Regions from separate parts of the Zea mays genome. Here region 2 is linked to region 1. A link is a contact called in public Hi-C data. All regions are on one chromosome and are shown on one strand. The core of a region is the stretch at or near the end of the contact, and the rest is flanking DNA. Distances in the headings are between cores, read along the strand shown.

What was found. Hi-C and Micro-C count contacts between places; a contact is called where the count stands out from the background.
Region 2: a Hi-C map of endosperm shows a contact between it and region 1, with 3 times the contacts expected there. The contact joins the promoter of LOC100284790 here to the promoter of LOC100383405 in region 1. A contact is called at or near these places in 2 of 25 Hi-C or Micro-C datasets (ear and endosperm).

The regions. Positions count from the first base shown.
Region 1 is chr9:93,355,061-93,361,551 of Zm-B73-REFERENCE-NAM-5.0, reverse strand. It overlaps LOC100383405 (putative coatomer beta subunit family protein), which reads left to right and starts at 2,303. Exons shown (of 25, transcript NM_001362077.1): 1 at 2,303-2,384; 2 at 2,661-2,681; 3 at 2,779-2,840; 4 at 2,947-3,001; 5 at 4,803-4,839; 6 at 5,239-5,564; 7 at 5,667-5,798; 8 at 5,866-6,014. The coding sequence starts at 2,382.
Region 2 is chr9:93,500,997-93,507,487 of Zm-B73-REFERENCE-NAM-5.0, reverse strand. It overlaps LOC100284790, which reads right to left and starts at 2,641. Exons shown (of 4, transcript NM_001291685.1): 1 at 2,437-2,641; 2 at 2,175-2,305; 3 at 725-869; 4 at 308-625. The coding sequence starts at 2,579. The coding sequence ends at 529.

The DNA of each region.
Region 1 (6,491 bases), core at 1,054-3,553:
TCTCTTACAGGTGGGCCCGTTGAGAGCAGATACTTTACACGGACTGGCGAGGCACGAAGTCTGGCACCCATCATCAATGTGGGTTGCCTCCAGCCTTGCCGAGTCTTTGGGCTCTTGTTGAAAATTGGCCCCTTCGCAAATGGGCCTGCACGATTGTCTTCACCACCATCTGGAGAGGCTATGTTCTCGTGCCTTCGGCAGTATTTCTTGGCCTTCGTCTCACTTCTGCTATTGCTTTAACGGTTCGGTTACTGGATCAAGGAGGACGTTACGTTTTCGCTCCAACAAACATATTTTATAATTAATTTAATAATACTTATTTTATATCATAAATATTTTTAATATAATTTTGATCAAATTTAAAATCATTTTAAAAATAAAGAATCACATTTTTATAGACGAAAGTAAGTATTTTTTTTGCTCTTTCCGAATTTCATCTACATAACACTAAAGAAATGTGGTCGTTCACCGACCTCGGATAAAAACAATAACTTTTTGGAATACCTTTCATAATAATTTTTTTATCTTACCTTATTAATTTAAAATGATTGACAATGCTCTAGTGTCTTCTACTGTGCTAAAATTATGCTACATGAATAGTAATTTGGATTATAATTATTGATTTCGAACTTATATTTATACTCACCTAACTAATCTAACTAACAGAACACATAGATCTCTTGGTATATTTTATATTCAAATGATGGAAACCACGGTAAGCTTACGGTCACTTTGCTAGTCTCTACTATACTTAAAGCACCAGTTTTAACGGCCGTCCCGCATCATCTTTTTACAAAAAAGTCTCTACATTTTTTCTAAATCAACTCAGCGTAAAATATTAAAAAGCAGTGCCCCGGACCAGCACTACGGGCCGAGGTACGGCCCAAGCACCGCACGACGCTCGTGCCGGGTTGGCCCAGGCACTATTAAATGGGTCGTGCCTCGGGCCGACTCGCGAGACACAACCCATTTGACCATCTATACCTCCGCACGATAATGATGGACATCGCCTCAGTTGCCACCATCTCGTTCGTCATTCTATTTATTTTCTCTCTCCCCTCATGCGGTCATGCCTCCACCTCCGCGCCACCCCATTCTCGGCAGAGGGCGTAGGAGCATGCGTCTCCTCCCCGTATTCGTCCGACACCAGCCCCGGCACCGACTCGTGCAGTAGCTATTGCACGTCCACGAGGAAGTTTCACATCATGTGCGCACCATCGTTTTCGCCGTCGTCGGACGTCCAGTTCGTCTTCCCGGTCTTCGCCCTGTTCTTCCTCCCCAACCTGCTGCCCCCGCCACGGTCACAGCTACGAGCCGACCGACGCTCGTCGATGCGGGTATGGGGCGGTTCGGTCATGCTCCTAGCCTTTGTCTGTGCGTGCCGTCGAGGAGGACATGGTGGCGCATGCCACGCTTAGGTTATCTCAACGATGAGGAGTTCAGGTCTGAGATATTGGACAACCAAGGCCCGTATTGTGGCAGCAGTCGGCATATTCCTACGGAGTTGGTGGTGGTGTTGTGTCACCTCGGTGGGTCCAGGGCTGGGAAGACACTCACATTCTCTCGCCCTTCTCTGATTGACGCCTGGTGCGGGTGCCTCTCGGTTTGGAGCTGCTCCGGCTGGGCTTTTTCTCCGCTTTGCGTGCTCTCTCCCTATACATCTAGCGGTATACTACCTATGTCGCCTCCAGATGCCTAGGTCTTCGTCGTGTCTTTCTCCGGTAACGAACAGGTATGTCCGCCTCTTCCCTTCCCCTCCTGCTCTACAAAACCTTGGAAGTGAGGAAGACGAGGGATGTGTGTCTCTGATTTGCTGTCTATGGTACCCGTGCGTTCATAAAAAATATTATGCGAAGAGTGGAGACAATCAATAAAAAATCTTGAGACATTTTTAGTGGATAATTTATGTGGATATTGTTGTGAGCCGTCGCAACGCACGGGTAACCGACTAGTTTGTTGTAATTGTGGAGATGTAAACTATTTCTGTCTACAGATTTGGGAGCTTTCCATTACACGTCGGATCAGTAAAGTTATTTAAATTATTTTAGTTTTAGGGTCCAATGTAATTTCAGTAGCTTAGCAACGAGGTCATCCAAAGTCAAACACAGACCCACGATCAACTGCGAAGTCCTCGTCACGCTCTTACCCGAATCTCGAGACCCGTTTACTTCGCTAATAAACAAAAGCAACAGACCCGTTTACCCGCAAGTTCGTTCGTTACGGCACTGGTACTGTCTTCTCCTTCCCTCGCCCCTTCCCTCCACTCGCGATCTCGCGCCCTGCCCTCCCCTCGGCTCCCTCCGCCTCTCGGACAGAGGGTGAGAGGGTATTCTAACAGCCCCCATATACACCCCACCGGCGCCGGAACCTACGACGTCGCAATGGTAACTTCCTCTCGCCACCAGTATCTGCGCGCCTGCTGGTCGGTCTGTCCCGGCCTGCAGTCCGCTTCGCGAAAAACGCTAGATCCCGATGCGACCTTGTCACTTCATATCCCGCTGGACGCATTGATGCTTTCCGAGCCGAGATCCCCATTCAAATCCTTTTTTTGGTGCGTGGATCTGGGGTTCGGACATATTACATGCTATGCGTGTGCTGACTTGTGTTGTCTTCTGTGTGTTTGTTTTTATTGATCGTTGCTGGTGTGGATGATGACGCAGCCGCTCCAGTTAGAGATCAAGGTTATTTCGAGAATACCTGGCTCTTAATTTGGCAGTGTCTTTTGTTGTCACTGTTGACGTCGTTCTTCTAATGGTGACTTGTATTTTGCTTGATCAGAGGAAGCTCGCGCAGAGGTCGGAGAGGGTCAAGTCCGTGGACCTGCATCCCACGGAACCATGGTACATTTGCTGGTGCCTTTTGTGTTGGCTAATTGCTGCAATAATTTACTGTGCATAGCGTCCCGAGTGTTGGATTTCCAGAATAATGGGCTTCTGTTTGGTGCAGGATCATGTCAAGTCTTTATTCTGGCAGTGTCTGCATCTGGAACTACCAGACTCAGGTAGGAAGCCCGTATCTTTTTTTGAGTTAGTTAGATAACGCTCTAAACTTTTCACCAACTAGTTTACATGACATTTTTTGTTAGTTTCCATGAGCTCATATTTGTTACGGTTTTATCAAACACGCAGGAGGTGCATATCTTTATATTAAGGGAGTGTTTGAATGCACTAAAACTAATAGTTAGTGGCTAAAATTAGTTGAAACATCCAAACACTCTAGCTAATAGTTCAACTATTAGCTATTTTTGGTAAATTATTTAATAGTTATGTACCTATTTGTTAGCTAGCTAATTCCACCACCAATTTTTAGCCAACTAACTATTAGTTCTAGTGCATTCAAACACCTCCTAAGAGAGGGGAAAAAAGGGCAAGAGCCCATACAAAACAACATACAAACACATACAACACAACATGACCAAGAACACAGACAACACAAATTAAACACTGACCAACACGGCCCCTTGGAAAATCTGAGAAACTGCTCTTAGGGCAGCAATACCTTTAGCGCCAGCCAGCTCCCAGTTAAAACACTTCTCACAGTGCATATTTGTTATTTACAGCTTGTTTACGGAAAATACGATATATGACTTTTAAATGGCTGCAACCTAAGACCAATGTATTTTCAGCCCTTTCCCTTCACATGTGCAGAGTACATACATATATTATGGAAGTGAATAATTTTGTTGTGATGTGTCGATAATAACGAATTGCCATGTTATGGTTGGGAATTCTTAATACAAGCATATCATAGTTTTTGAATTATTTTACATGTTGTACACTGCCTAATGAATAAGAATGCACCTTATCTGTGGGTATAATGACTGTAGTAGCGAAAGGGCAGGTGGTCTGAGTAGCACTTCTCAGATCCTATGTTCGACTCCCTGTGAGAGCGAATTTTAGGTTGTGGTTAAAAAAACCTCCTTGTTTGTCCTACGCCAAAGCATAGGTCTAAAGTCTGGTCCTGTCCACGGTCGTTCTCACATGGGCTATGGTGCCGCTGTTTATGGGTGAGGTAGGTGTTCGGAGGTTTTCTCGACTTGCATGAAAATGTCTTCTTCTTAATATAATGCCGTGGGGGCGGTCTTACCCCGCAGGTCAAGTTAATGACTGCAGTAATTGTTCACCTTAAGATGATACCTAATTTCATGCACGGAGACTGTGATGACCTTCTGAAGAGAAGGTAAAAACTAATAATCAAGGAGAGAAATAGAGACAATCTATTATATATTCGATGCTTTAGCAGCTTATCAGTTATCATGGTTGGAAAAATAAGGCAAAACCAAATCAGCTGGAATAGGCAGATCAAGTTGAAGATGTTTGGTTTGAGCGTTATAGTGTTTTAATGGGTGCTGAATGGGCCAATATGTTAATCTAGTGTTAACATAGGATACAACTGCCACAACTAATGAGTTTTGAGGGAATTTTTAGGTGGGTCATCTGTGAGTTCAGTAGAGACTGGGACATGTCCACTGACCTTTTGCGGTGAACATACTATCTCTACTGCTGAGTGACAGGGATGTGATGAATTAGAGTGGAAAGGACTGTGAAGTAGAATACTTTGTCATGTACTCATGTGATGGTGCTGCCATCCACCAGAGCAGTGGTGGGCTTGTCAAGGAAAACAAGCCACATTGTACGTGGTTTTTCTGTGGTTACATTGTCCACTGTAAATGGGGTTCCGTTGCCTACTGGCACCGTCTAATTCCAGTCTTTTATTACAGCTGGCAATCTGAAAGATTTATACAGTTTTGTACAGCTGATGTAAAACTTGATCTGATTAATTTTGTGTTATTTTGTTGCCAGACAATGGTGAAATCTTTTGAAGTCAGTGAGTTACCAGGTTTCTTTCTCACTCTACTGTTTACATTTTTTTTCTTAATCAGGCAGTACAGTGTGTATCATCAGTGGCGGAGGACCCATTATGGCTTAGTATGACATTAGCCATACCTAAATTTATAAAACCTTTATATCTTCCATTATAATCACAAATGGAGATTTGGTGCAATGGATGGACTGCCACACTTTTAGCTGTAGGTTGTAGGATCGAATCTTGTTGCCTACCTTTTTTATTTTTTCAGCCATACCTATATTTTCTTTTGCCCTTCGCTACTGTGTATCATTATATTAGGAAGAAGAAAATGAGTCTAAGAAGACTCAAACAAGCCCATTACTGTCTACAGTTTTCTGTATGCATTTGTGTTTTTGTGCAATTATGCTCATGTAACCATGTTAATTGCAGTTCGTTCGGCTAAATTTATTGCACAGAAGCAATGGGTTGTTGCTGGTGCCGATGACATGTTCATCCGTGTGTATAACTATAATACCATGGATAAGGTCAAGTTGTTCGAAGCTCATACTGATTACATCAGGTGTGTGGCTGTTCATCCGACCCTGCCATATGTGTTGTCATCATCAGATGACATGCTTATAAAGCTTTGGGACTGGGATAAGGGTTGGATGTGTACTCAAATTTTTGAGGGCCACTCTCACTATGTCATGCAAGTCACATTTAACCCCAAAGACACAAATACTTTTGCTAGTGCTTCTCTTGATCGTACTGTAAAGGTATACCCATATGTTTTATTTTGTTTTAATGATAATGTATTAATTTCTCGTTTTCCTCTTTGCTAGCCTTAACGAGCAATTTTCTTTACTTGAAATTTCTAGATTTGGAGTCTTGGTTCCCCTGATCCTAATTTCACATTGGATGGTCATTCAAAAGGTGTCAATTGTGTTGATTACTTCACTGGTGGTGACCGGCCATATCTAATTACAGGCTCTGATGACCAAACTGCAAAGGTATGACATGTTCATTTGCACATATGAGCATTTTGGACATTATGACTGATTGGTTAACTTGAATTAGGTTTGGGATTATCAAACAAAGAGCTGTGTTCAAACACTTGAAGGACATGCACATAATGTCTCTGCTGTATGTTTCCATCCTGAGCTTCCAATAATAATGACAGGTTCAGAGGATGGAACTGTTCGCCTATGGCACTCCACTACTTACAGGTTCTTATGCTATTTCTGTTCTAGTTTGTGGCTTTGTGACGTTTTGTCTTTGTGTTTACATCTTGATGACGTGGTGCTCTTGTATATGTATTTCTATCAGAAGTTCTGCTAAACTGATTAAGTGATTATACCAACCAAAATCTCTCATGATCAGTCCCATGGTTGTGTTATCACCAAAAACAAGCCAGCACGATACTGCTTGTGATCTGAGGGGAAAAAACTGTCCTGTAATGACCATGGGTTGCAGTTATAATTTCTCAGCTGAATTGAAAGCTGGAACTGATTATTTAAAAAATGAAGTGTACTTTAGTATGTAAAATAAAAACAGTTGATCTATAGTTACAAACATGTCTTCAAGTTTTCGGTCTGTAAAATTCCAAGATATTCACAGGTGACAGTAATCAATCTGCTGATGACTGCCCATATAACTGTTTGATTTTGTTTGAATCCTAGATTTCTCTGATCATGTGTTTTCCC
Region 2 (6,491 bases), core at 1,392-3,891, 150 kb before region 1:
TTAGTGATTGTTTCCTCTTTCAGTTTGATTCAACATATCCTAGTACAACCAAACAAACAAACGCTCCACTCAGCCTGATCTTTTTGATTCAATGAACCAAATAAGTTTTCCGCATGTCCCTGCCAGCCAGCTAGGCTCTACTCGGCAGCGACCTAAATAGGCAATGACTTTCTTTGGCTCCCAAACTTATGAAAATTAAACAAATATGACCTTAAATAAGTGTGGCATGGTTAACATGTGGTGTGGTAACCTTGCTAGGGTGAGGTCAAATTTGAAAAACTGCTGTGAATAACTCTTGAGCACAAGAGACGAAGAAGGATAAACATATTGGCAGAAGCTACAACTATCCACTTTGAGTACACTCTCTGCTCAAGAATGGCTATAAAGCCTACAAAGAGTCAGTACCATTGTTTCTTTGAATGTGGAGGTTGTTTCAACTCCATTGTATACGGAATGCTATAAAGGCACACTGGATAAAAGGCTTATCAGTAATTATTCCAATGGTTACCAGCTCCACGGCTAAAATGGTTACTCAGCTGGTTTACTTGTTGCATGTTTGCAGGCTACTCCATGGCCCTGTTGCCTTGTCATCTCATTGCCAGCAACAAGGAAGTAAGCAGTGTGCCTTGAAAAAGAAAACAAATGAAAGTGTCGGCAAAACTGTTGGTTAATTGTGAATTGTGATACCAAAAAAAAAAGGGGAAAGTTAAGTCGTAATGCAGACCTAAAGAAGTTCATCATTTTCGTTTTTGAGTCCACATCTATGCTTTCAGTTGCGTCCAAAGCTTGTTGCATGTGGTGTAGCCACCGCTCTGCAGCTCGGTGGGTAACCAAGAATGGTCGGTGTCGTCCTATAAGGGCAGGGTGTCCTGCAAGAAAAACCAGACAACTTGGGCTTACGAGTCCAAATTATCTTGAGAGTAATGGATAGAAAACACAAAGTACAAAAGCATAGGTACTATCACTACATAATGATAGCCACAACTAAAATGGCCCAGAAACAATAGTGGCATCGCACATGAAGATACTCGTTTCTTCAATCATTTTGGGCAGACCATCTAGCCAGACATGCAAAAAAAACAGCAGAAATGGTCAAATGAATCTTTTTCACTCTATTAGTGACTACAGAATACAAAAGCAACCTCAATCGAGAATTACAAGTTATACTAGTGAATTAGGTGGTTCAGGTTAGGGTAAAGTCAGTCCCCTGATCAAAGCAAGCAATAATTGAAATGAAAATATTCACTCCCCTTGGGCCAACTGATGAACAAACGGACCGACAAATGCGAAGAACAATATACTCTCTTCGTTCCAAATTATAAGACGTTTTGATTTTTCAAGATACATAGCTTTTGCATGCACTTAGATATACGTTATGTCTAGATACATAGCAAAAGTAATATATTTAGACAAGCGAAAACATCTTAGAATTTGAAATGGAGGGAGTATCATTCTTGTATACTCTCAGGTAAGGCATGAATCACTCAAACAAATATTGCTGATAGTGATAACTATATGTTTAAAGAACTGAATCAATACAAGTGCCACGGAGGTATGCTGCTGGTTAACATAAACGAACCAACAAGGCTGCAGACAGTCAAAAGAAAAAAAAAACTTAACGAGAAATTTAAACAGGGGCTGAATCACCACATGCCCATTTATCCCCTAGAAGTTAGGCTTAGCTAGGATGCGTTAGTCTCAACTTAGCTTTCATATGGCAATCAGTTTCGTATTTTCTTTTCGAACTAACCGGCACAAGAGTGCCAATTTCATTAATATTGAAGAGTTACAGTTACAGGCCCCAGCAGGGAACAAAATGCTCACTCTAGACCTGTTAGCTGTTATAGCGCCATCCGTAATGAAACACAGCAGTAGCAACTCCAATAATAACTAATGCATTAGCAGGGAGTATGACTAGTAAACATGTGCAATTGCAGAATATGTAAAACGAAAACCATGAATAGTCCCCAATCTGTAAATCATCTAAACTTGAACATTACAGGTTTCAGGAACATGAGTGGCAGTGCCCAAGGACACCAAATCAGATTTTCTTCCCTGCTTCCACACTAAGCGGCTAAGACCAAACTATATAACAGCATTGATCCCTTATTTCCTCCCCTAATTTAAGTCCCGCAGGCCACAGGTCAAAGACGAAGAAACACGGGCTACTTTACCTCTCCTCTGGGAGAATAGAGGTGGGCCGCCCATGCGCTGGATCAGGAACTCATACTGGTTCTGGATGGCATCCTCCTTCTTCGACCCCCCGAATATCTCCCGAAACCACTCCTCTTCGTCCTCATAAACCCTATAAAATCCAACCAATCAAGACACGGCCATGAAACAAGAAATTCAACAGGAGACGGACGAAAACATTCTAGATCGGAATGGTTCAACGCAGACGAGAACAAGAGAGGGACAGGTAGCCGATGGACGGACCTGGTGTAGAAATTGGTGGAGAGGTCGACGAATGGCTGCGGAGTGCCGCCGAGGTACTCGAATATGTTGACGTCGTCGATGGCAAAGGCATCGGCGGCCGCCACCCCGCTCCACTCCGACGCCTTGTCCTGCAGCGACTGCATCCCGACGTTGCGTCCGGCCTCCCAAACCACCCGTGCCCGAGCAGCAGCGCTTGTTGGCTGAGTTGACTGACTTTTGCCGGGACCGCAGTGAGCCAGTGAAGGAAGGGATATGTGTGCGCCGTGCGCGTGTGGCTCACGCGACGCGCTACCGGCTTTATACCGGCCAATCGGGTGGCGAGCACGAGTTGCCGGGGTTAGGGCCCAGGTGTCGGTGAGCGAGGTGAGCCTGCGTGATGGAATGGTGATGTCGACGTGGTATGTCACGAATGATGACATTTGCTACGACTCATGGATAAACGGATTAGACAAAAGACGCCCGCGGTTTTGCTTTCGCTGTAATTTTTTTATATGTATATTTGGGAGAGATTCATTTTAAGAATTTAGATTTGTTGCAGCCTTTTATGTCGTCCACTCCTGTACTGGTGGTAGTTATTTCTGACAGCTCTTTAGGATCATATATTGTCCCCACAGACCAACACAGGTTTTTTGTGCGCATTTTGTCATCACTCATACGCACCCGAGAAAACTTATCGTTCGGTCACCTATCCTAAATTACTCCAAGATAAGCACGCTTAACTTGGAGGTTTTTCGAGATAGGCTTTCGAAAAAAATGCACCTTATTAGTATGGATACTCTATTAATTCTATTAAGTCTTGGGTCATGATATCACCATCCACTGGGCCAGGATATCACATTTTCTATCTAAACATGTTCAACTCCACGAGTTCTAGTTTTGAAAAATAAAAGTGAAGGCCAGTTTTATAAAATTTTCGAAGCTCCTCAAAGGGTGTTTTAAAAACAATGTTCTCATACCCTCGTCATGAAGTTGGAGGTAAATTACCCACCATGCTCGTAACGCTTTGCTTCTATTCATGATCGCTTCCATGTTTCTTCCCTGTTTCACGATCTCTTCTCGTAGCTTTCCCCTGTCACGATCTCTTCCCGTACCCTGTCTTCTTCCTTGTTTCGCCATGGACGGAGATGGTGACAGCAACCAACAGGAGGCCCCTACATTTTGCACCCAGGAGATGGATCTAGTCCTCTTCTACTGAGGTGTCCCCATCGGGCGAGGAAATCCCTTTGCCTCCACCGTTGGTGGACACGCACCCGCCACCGCAGGTCTTGGCCGGGGTGCCTCCGTCGTTTGTGAACACACACCCACCACCGTGGGGCATGGCCGCCACAGGCAAGGCAGCCACCACCATAGGCCACACAACCACCACCAAAGGCCACACAATCACCACATTGGGGCTTGGCTGGGTCGCCGCCGCCGCAGGCCATGCATCTGCGACCATGGAACTTGGCTAGGGTGCCATCGCGATGGGCCACGTACGTAGCCTCCATCGCGAGTCACACAGCTAGTACCGCGGGGCTTGGCCAAGGCTTCGCCACCACAAGCCACGTAGTCGCAACTACATGCCAAGCAGCTGCCACTATCGCAGTCATGATTATCGGTCTTCCTCAAGGCACCTACCACAACTCCAACCATTTGATGTGACTGACGACCAATTCTACGACCTTTACATGAATGGAGATTAGTCGTTTTTGTGTCTGTGGTCATGGCCGAGGGTGTTCTAGTGGGTATACGTGTCCATGCCAGGCTCCATCAGTTGTTGCTCGGGTCCGAGGACGTGGTCATGGTCGTGGCGTGAATACAAGTTTAGAAGGTGAAGAAGAAAGCAACCAAGCAACAAGAGCAACAAAAGAAACACAACTCACCCTCTCTCAAGTCATTAAACACTTAAGATCACTTGACTTGATTTTAGAACTTGGAGAGGATTTGAGACTTTGAATGTGGCTTTGGAGTGTATTCTTTGCTCTTATATTGAATGAAGAGAGTGGGATGCTTGGATGGCTTGAATGGTGGTGGTTGTGGGTATTTATAGCCCCAACCACTATTCTAGCCGTTGGCTGACTGCTCTATCAATGGGCACACCGGACAGTCCAGTGGTGCACCAGACACTCCATTGTTCACTATCCGATGAGTGCCACGTCAGCCGACCGTTGGGGTTTGGAGCAGTTGACCATTGAAGTCGTATGTCCTTTTGCTTCACCGGACAGTCCGGTACGACCTGTCGTCGTAGACTGTCTCCTAACTTCTGACGCTTCAGACTGCGCGTGCAGTCGCACAGTCGACCGTTGGGCGAAGTTGACTATTGCTCTGTGGTCTCACCGGACAGTCCGGTGAATTTTAGTGGACGAGTGTCGAGAATTCCCGAGAGCGGCCAGTTCACAGAGAGCTCCACCCAGTGCACCGAACATTGTCCGGTGCACACCGGACAGTCTGGTGCGCCACTGGCTATAGCGAGTCCGTTATGCTCCAAACTTGAGAATTGTTCCATGGTCATTTTCTTTGTATGTGTATATGAACTTTATGCACCTAAGAAAAATATCAATTAGGCAAACTAGTTATCCCATAAGGTTTGTGATGGTCGTCAAACACCAAAATCGATTATAGGAAATGGTTAAGCTCATTTCCCTTTCAATCTCCCCCTTTTTGGTGATTGATGCCAACACATACCAAAGCAAATACAAAGTGTAGAAATGTAACTAGTTTGTATTTTGGCAGATGTGCACAAGTTACTTTGAAATGAGAGCATTTCTAAGCATACATGGTTGTTTTGATATATTTAACATTTCGGACCACATTTACACCACTTAGCTTGTTTTGCAAATCTTTTGGAGAAGTATTTTGAAATTCTTTTGCAAATAGCCAATGGTATAAGAATACGATTTCTAAAAGCATTTTCAAGTTTTTGAAAATTCTCCCCCTGTTTCAAATGCTTTTCCTTTGGCTAAATAAAAGCTCCCCCTGAAGAAGTTCTCCCCTTAGCTGTCAAGAGGGTTTTTGAAAATGCCTATTAATTCCTCCCCCTTTTTGTTTGAAAAAGTTTTTTTTGAAAACAGGGTGGTGGTGCGAACCTTTTGCTTTGGGCTTATTAATTTCTCCCCCTTTGGCATTAAGCGCCAAAACAAAGAAAACTATAGGCCTTTTACAAGAAAGATAGAAATGTAAATACATGAGTAGGGCAAAGGAGATATGATACCGACAGAGTCGTAGTGGAAGCCTTGCCTTTGCCAAATACTCTATTTCCCTTTCAATCTAAGACTAAGGATATAAATACACTTGGCAACACATTAGTCTTTGAAAGGGAAATGTGCCCTTGGGCCATTTCTAGGTATTTTGGTGATTTAGTGTCCAACACAAGTGCCTAAGTGTAAAATGGTGAACAAAGTACAAATCAAGTATAAAGGTATGTTTCTAAGACTTAGTATATTGTTTTGGAGACTAGTCTAAGTGTTGGAAACGGGAAAAATCTGGTTGGAATTAAAGATGGCTTTGTTCAGTCGAAGTCAGCTCAGTCTGGGTGCACCGGACAGTGTCCGGTGGTGCACCGGACAGTGTCCGGTGCGCCAGGCTGACTTAGGCGAACTTGCTGCTCTCGGGAAATTGTCGGCGACGTACGGATATAAATCACCGGACTGTCCGGTGGTGCACTGGACTGTCCGGTGAGCCAACAGTCAGCTAGGCCAACGGTCGGCCACGGAATCCGCGCGTGACGCGTGGCATGTGCCAACGGTCAGAAGGGGCACCGGACTGTCCGGTGTGCACCGGACAGTGTCCGGTGCGCCAACAGCTCCAAGACTGCAACGGTCGGCTTCGCCAAATAAGGAAAGAGATCCGCACCGGACAGTGTCCGGTGGTGCACCGGACTGTCCGGTGCGCCAGGCGACAGAAGGCAAGAATTGCCTTCTTGAAATGCTCTCAACGGCTCCTAGCTGCCTTGGGGCTATAAAAGGGACCCCTAGGCGCATGGAGGAGCACACCAAGCATTCTCTAAGCATTCCTAAGCACCAAGACTTCGATTCCGCGCATTTGATTCTTTGTGATAGCAACTAGAGCTCCATTTG